Linked DNA regions of Mus musculus: region 2 is linked to region 1. Evidence: chromatin contacts called from public promoter capture Hi-C data. All regions are on one chromosome and are shown on one strand. Each heading gives the region's core, a stretch centred on a gene start, on an enhancer-like site or on the middle of the called end of the contact. The rest is flanking DNA. Distances are from core to core; before and after follow the strand shown.

The links. Promoter capture Hi-C pulls out the DNA fragments that hold promoters and counts their contacts.
Region 2: a contact with region 1 is called in a promoter capture Hi-C map of cranial neural crest. The contact joins the promoter of Ndufa5 here to the promoter of Bet1 in region 1. A contact is called at or near these places in 1 of 39 promoter capture datasets (cranial neural crest) and 1 of 484 Hi-C or Micro-C datasets (CD4 T cells).

Annotation. Positions count from the first base shown.
Region 1 is chr6:4,085,586-4,088,285 of GRCm38.p6, forward strand. Bet1 (Bet1 golgi vesicular membrane trafficking protein) reads right to left here and starts at 1,345. Exons shown (of 4, transcript NM_009748.3): 1 at 1,192-1,345. The coding sequence starts at 1,210.
Region 2 is chr6:24,526,277-24,528,976 of GRCm38.p6, forward strand. Ndufa5 (NADH:ubiquinone oxidoreductase subunit A5) reads right to left here and starts at 1,414. Exons shown (of 5, transcript NM_026614.3): 1 at 1,250-1,414; 2 at 997-1,041. The coding sequence starts at 1,270. It overlaps Asb15 (ankyrin repeat and SOCS box-containing 15), which reads left to right and starts at 1,868. Exons shown (of 10, transcript NM_080847.3): 1 at 1,868-1,993.

The sequences.
Region 1 (2,700 bases), core at 95-2,594:
GCTCCACAGTAACCCTGAAAGCTTTGGGAAGCACATGGTGCGTCACAATAAATGTCTGCTGTTATTAGTGTTGGAAAAATGTAGGCATATATGACTAATCATGTTTGAAAATAGTTCTTTAGGTTATTTGAGATGAACTAATTTCTTTCAATGACTGAAAGGATTCATAAAACTAAATTTACAACTTCTTCACATGCAACTACTTATTGACAACCCTGTCAATCTATATTACTGACACCATTCAAGGCCCTTATTTTTCAGTGGTTTTAAAGTCCACACATTCTATTCCTATAACCAACCTTATTGAAACTACTACCATGTCTCTGCACTGTCATGAATATTGTGTTCCTTCTTACATAATCAAAACCCATAACAAGCCGTGAATTATGAGTTGCAAAAGAGGCTTTAGTTTTCATACCTAACTTTAAGTGTTTGTCCATTCACTGGCTTTAACACCTCAAATTTTTAAAAACTATTTTTTTTTTTACTATTCCAATGTCTGCCAGAACAGCAACATCCTTTTTAATATTTCACACATTTTTTTCAAGCATTCTGCCCTTCCTTCTTTAAGACATGGCTAATAGAGAAAGAACTTCAGTTATTACTAAGCTATTCCTTCCCCTGACCCATTTAAGTCATCAAAACCAACATCTACTGCCTTAGCAGTGGGACAAGGTCTAGGTCAGAAGTGTTCCAAGTAACTCGCCTTTGACCCAGACCTTTCATAACAGGCACTTTAACAATAAGGACACGTAAATTCACCTTTGTAACTCACGGTTATCAAACTAACGCATCATTATTAGTGGGCTTAAAGCTTACTACTCCCCAAATGTCATTTCTTAAAAAAAAAAAAAAAAAGTTAAGATCCAGAATGAGTAAAGCAAAGGAAACAGCAAGGCTTGGGAAATTGGGTTACTCCCCAAACTAGCACATAGAAAAAGAAAAACTTATGCTAACCAATTCACCGCTCTGTGCAACCTAGCATATAGGTTTAAACTTTTGTCTAAATACAACTTCAGGAAACCGTTCGGAACTAGGACACAGGAAGAGAACCTTCTCCAAAGAACCCAAATAACTCGCTTTTGAACACCAAAGTCATTGACAGAGGGCCGGTAGTCTCCTCCCACAACCCTGCTCCCGACTCAGCAGGTCCTAGGGTCCCCAAACTTCGAACCTCAGCACTGTTCTTACCCAGGCCTGCACGCCTCATCCTGCCAGGAGAGGGAAAGGCGGGCAAGGAGGAGTGAGTAGGAAAGGGCCAGGGTCACCCGACCTCGGCTTCAGTCCCAGGGCTCCTAAGAGCAACAACTTTTTGCCTCAGAGCGCCACGACATCAGTAAAGTCTAAACACCGCGCCGGTTTATGTCGTCACTCGGACACATATAGGCGTCCTGAAATGCGATTACTAGTTGCATTCTGGGAAATGTAGTTTTCCGTCTTCTGGGGCACTGGGTAAGAGGGGCGTGGTAGGAACAATGCCTGGAATGGGCGGGGCTTCCGGAAGGGCAGCGACAGCTGCTGGGGCTCTAGTCCTGTTATTCTGGGTCATTACTTAATCCAGAACTTTTAGTATGGCACTTTTTGATGTTAGTGCCAACTTTAACCTGGGAGAGTTACCCCTCCCTAGCCGGGATGATGGTTGACTCTTTCATGATTTTCCCTTGCACTCCCGCTCACCCAAAGTCAGAGGTGAGAAAGTCAGTGCAAACTTTGTTCAAACAGAGTCTCATCTTACTGTCTGAGCCTCTTAGCAGGAAAGGAAAATCAATCCTCTTCCTTCCTGATCCTGCCCAGTGGAATAGTTAAAAAAAAATATATATATATATACACATATATATATATATATATATATGTGTGTGTGTGTGTGTGTGTGTGTGTGTGTGTGTGTGTGTGTATGTATGTATGTATGTATGTATCCTTGCAGTAGAACTTCCGGGTAGGGAAGTGGGGAGTCTCAGCTTCCTAACGCATTTGATCTAAGTCTGGAAAGAACTGTGATATTTAGCTTTTAAACACTCCACCCTACTTAGAGCTTTTAAAACGTACACACAAATACCTCATACTTGTTTCCATGGAGCATGTAGCCATCCTCTGCTACATATGCAGCAAGTACCCTTAGCTGCTGAACCACCTCACTACACACATTATACTTCATAATAGAAACACATTGCACTAACACTCTGCCCTCAGCTTACTGTGGTTTGATGGCTGAAAGAAAGAGTCTAAGTTCCGCCTTCTTTGCTTCTATTGCTATGTGATAATTTTCAATTCAACTAATACAGAATGTGAGATGAGTATGGGGATATAACAAAGATCCTTGATGATTTTATCACAAGTTCTTATTCAAGTACAACATGTGACTATGGGAACTATAAGTGTTCATACTCGAGCATAAACATGCCATCTTCACCTTGTAGCTTTTAATATCTTGCAAAATTTGATGAGTCAGAGGGCTATCAGAATCCAGAGCATATTAATGAAGAACAATAAAAACACTTATTACAAATATATCATTTGCACATGAGCATGTTATATTATGCCATTAGACTTCATTTGCATGATACAAGATCAAAGACAAAAATTATTAAGAGTTTCAGAACAATGAGGCACACCAAACAAGTGTGGGGGTTTGAGCAAGGGCACAGGGTCACTACATTGGCTGCATAACCATAAACTTGCATTTGTCTTAGGAAACATTTT
Region 2 (2,700 bases), core at 164-2,663, about 20 Mb after region 1:
CCCCATGAGAGCCAACCTAAACCTAAAACCTGTCTAAGAGCTAGGTCTTCAATACTACAACATGGGGAAATGAAGGAACAACTGGAAAAGGCAAATAATTAGGGGGAAAGAAACAATAAACAATAAAACAAACAAACAAAAATCCCAAACTAAGAAACTTCGAAGCTCTGACATCCAGTAAACAAAGTACTTAATGCAGATTATCAAGAGTGTCAAAAATGCTTCACTTGGGTCAATGTGAGGGCACAGAGGGCAAAGGTGCCTGCCAACAGCCCCGTGACCTGAAAGATCCCCAGGATCTACAAGGTGCAAGGAGAGAGCCAACTTCAGAAAGTTGTTTTCTGACGGACAAACACTGGCATGCACACAAATAAATAAACGTAAGGATATTTTCAATGCCACTTTCGGTACAATTACGAGAAATGTGAACTGACTAGCAAATTTAGCATCACTGGTAACTCCTTAAAAAAAAAAAGTTTGGGCCTCGCTTAAGTGTACTCAAGGAGTAAGAGACAGTGAGCACTGACAACGCTTTCGAGTTATGTGTGTAGACGGGAAGGAAAGAAATGGTGCAATTGCTGAAAGGGGGGATAAATCACAGTGGTTTTGTTTAGGTTTGTTTGGTCTTGGTTGTTGTTTATGTTTCCCCAATGGATACCGAAGGAGGCAACCATGAGGACGACAGGGTCAGCCAGTGTGCGAAAGGCAAGGCAGAAATGTCGGTAGGGAAAGGATGGAAAATGAAAATGCGACTCTGAAGGGAGCTGAGAATACTCCACACCACTGACGCTAAGAGAATGCCGTGAAGAAACGCGTCTTAATTAAGAGGTCACGGCGAAGGCAAAAGGAGGCATTGCAAAAAGGATGCCACGGGGTCAGCGAAGCTCAGCGCTGCCCCGGAGGCCAGAGCTCACGGGGGTCTCGTTAATCTTGCAAGGGCAAGTTCGGTCGATCACAGTCTTGCTTGAGAAGGACGACACAAAAAGTCGCACTTACCTCGTGTGGAGTGTCGCACACCGCCAACCCCACCAGGCCAGTTGTCTGTGCAGAGACAAAACAGGACCGTGATGTTTACCGTAATCCCCTGGTTAGCCGACCCTCCCGACACAACTACGCACCCTGTCGCCCCCTGCCAGGACAGCGGAACACTCCCCCAACCCCTCCTCTTAGCGTCTCTGCCCACCGATGAGGGAGACGCGGCTGCCTACGGTCCCCATTCGCAGCATCACGGTGACCTCCACACGCTCACCTTTTTCAGCAAGCCCGCCATGACAGCGTCCAGCGCCTCCAGCGCACAGCCCTCTGGGAACCTTTCCCAAGCCCGCTCAATCGAGCGTCGATGCTGCCCCTGAGTCACCTAAGAACACTCTTGGCTCCAACCGCTCGGGCTGGGTAGGGGCAGCTCCCGCCCACCTAGGAGAGGTAGATTTGCGCCTGCGCAGCTCACACAAGCGGCTCCACGCAGGGCTTTGGTGTAGTAGAGACCGACTGACGTCTCTGAGTACTAAAGGTTAAGAAAAGCGCTACGCTACGGAAAAACTTGCAACGTAGTCACTGCAGGGACTTTGATTTTGCTCAGCCTTCGACTGCTATTTTACCCGGACTTCCTCAGGTTATGGAAATGAGGGTGGAAGCAGGCCTGAGCACCATGAAGAATGCTTTCCCTCCACGTGTGTGAATGCATACTCATAAGTGGAAATTATAAAGTGGAATTAACCATCTGATGCATCCGTTTTCTCTTGAGGAGACTGATGAATGAAAGGTTATGAAGTCGTAGTCTTTGTTCCAGTGGGTGTTTATGAGGTCATAGTCCCTGTTCTCTGTCCCTCCAGATCCCAAGAACATCTGTCATTGTTGAGTGTGTTCTAGAATGTGGAATCATGGCTTTATAAAAGATGCATGTGTTCTTTGTAACTTTGGATTCAAGCGTCTGCATGGCAGTATTTGCTAAAGACATCGAGAGTAGACAGACTTGACTGATCCAGGCTATGAGGTACTACAAAACGGATTGCTTCCATGCGGTACAAAAATAAGTAGATTTCTGAACCAACCTGTTGTAGAGGGCCACACTGAATGAAAGCTTGCTAGTGGTATTCTAAGCTAGAGACAGTAGAATTCGCTATAAAGGGACACATCCCGTGGCATCTGTGATATCAGAAGGGGATCTAGGAATGCATTAACAAACATTGCAAGAATAGAATGTTCTGGGTTCGCAGGTGGTAGAAGTGCACTGTATGGCCGACCCAGAGGAGTAAATGTCCCAGTTCTAGGAAAGGCGGATTTTAGGAAAGTTTGAAAATGCCAGAGAGGAGTTTGAGGCAGGAGAACTAGAGCCAAGCTCTCGACCTACTACATCTTACAGAATTTGCTCTTCAGGCCCTCTAACCTCCAACCTGAGCTGGAGCCTGTGGTTCTGCTTCTCAGTGGTTAGAGGCTTTATCGTGAGAGGTTCCATCTTAACAAAATTAGGTAGTTAATGAAATCCAGGGTTCTGATTCAACAGAGGAAAACAAAACAACAACAAAAACAAACAAACAAACAAAACTAGGAGAAACAACTGAAAGAGAGTGTCTTGGTGCCCAGGTAATGGTGAGGACATTTGCCCGAAGGGACATAACTTATCATTCCTGGCTTGTACCAGAAGTGATAACAATGCCAAACCAGACAGTTTACACCCCTCTCCAAAACCTAACTAGGCCT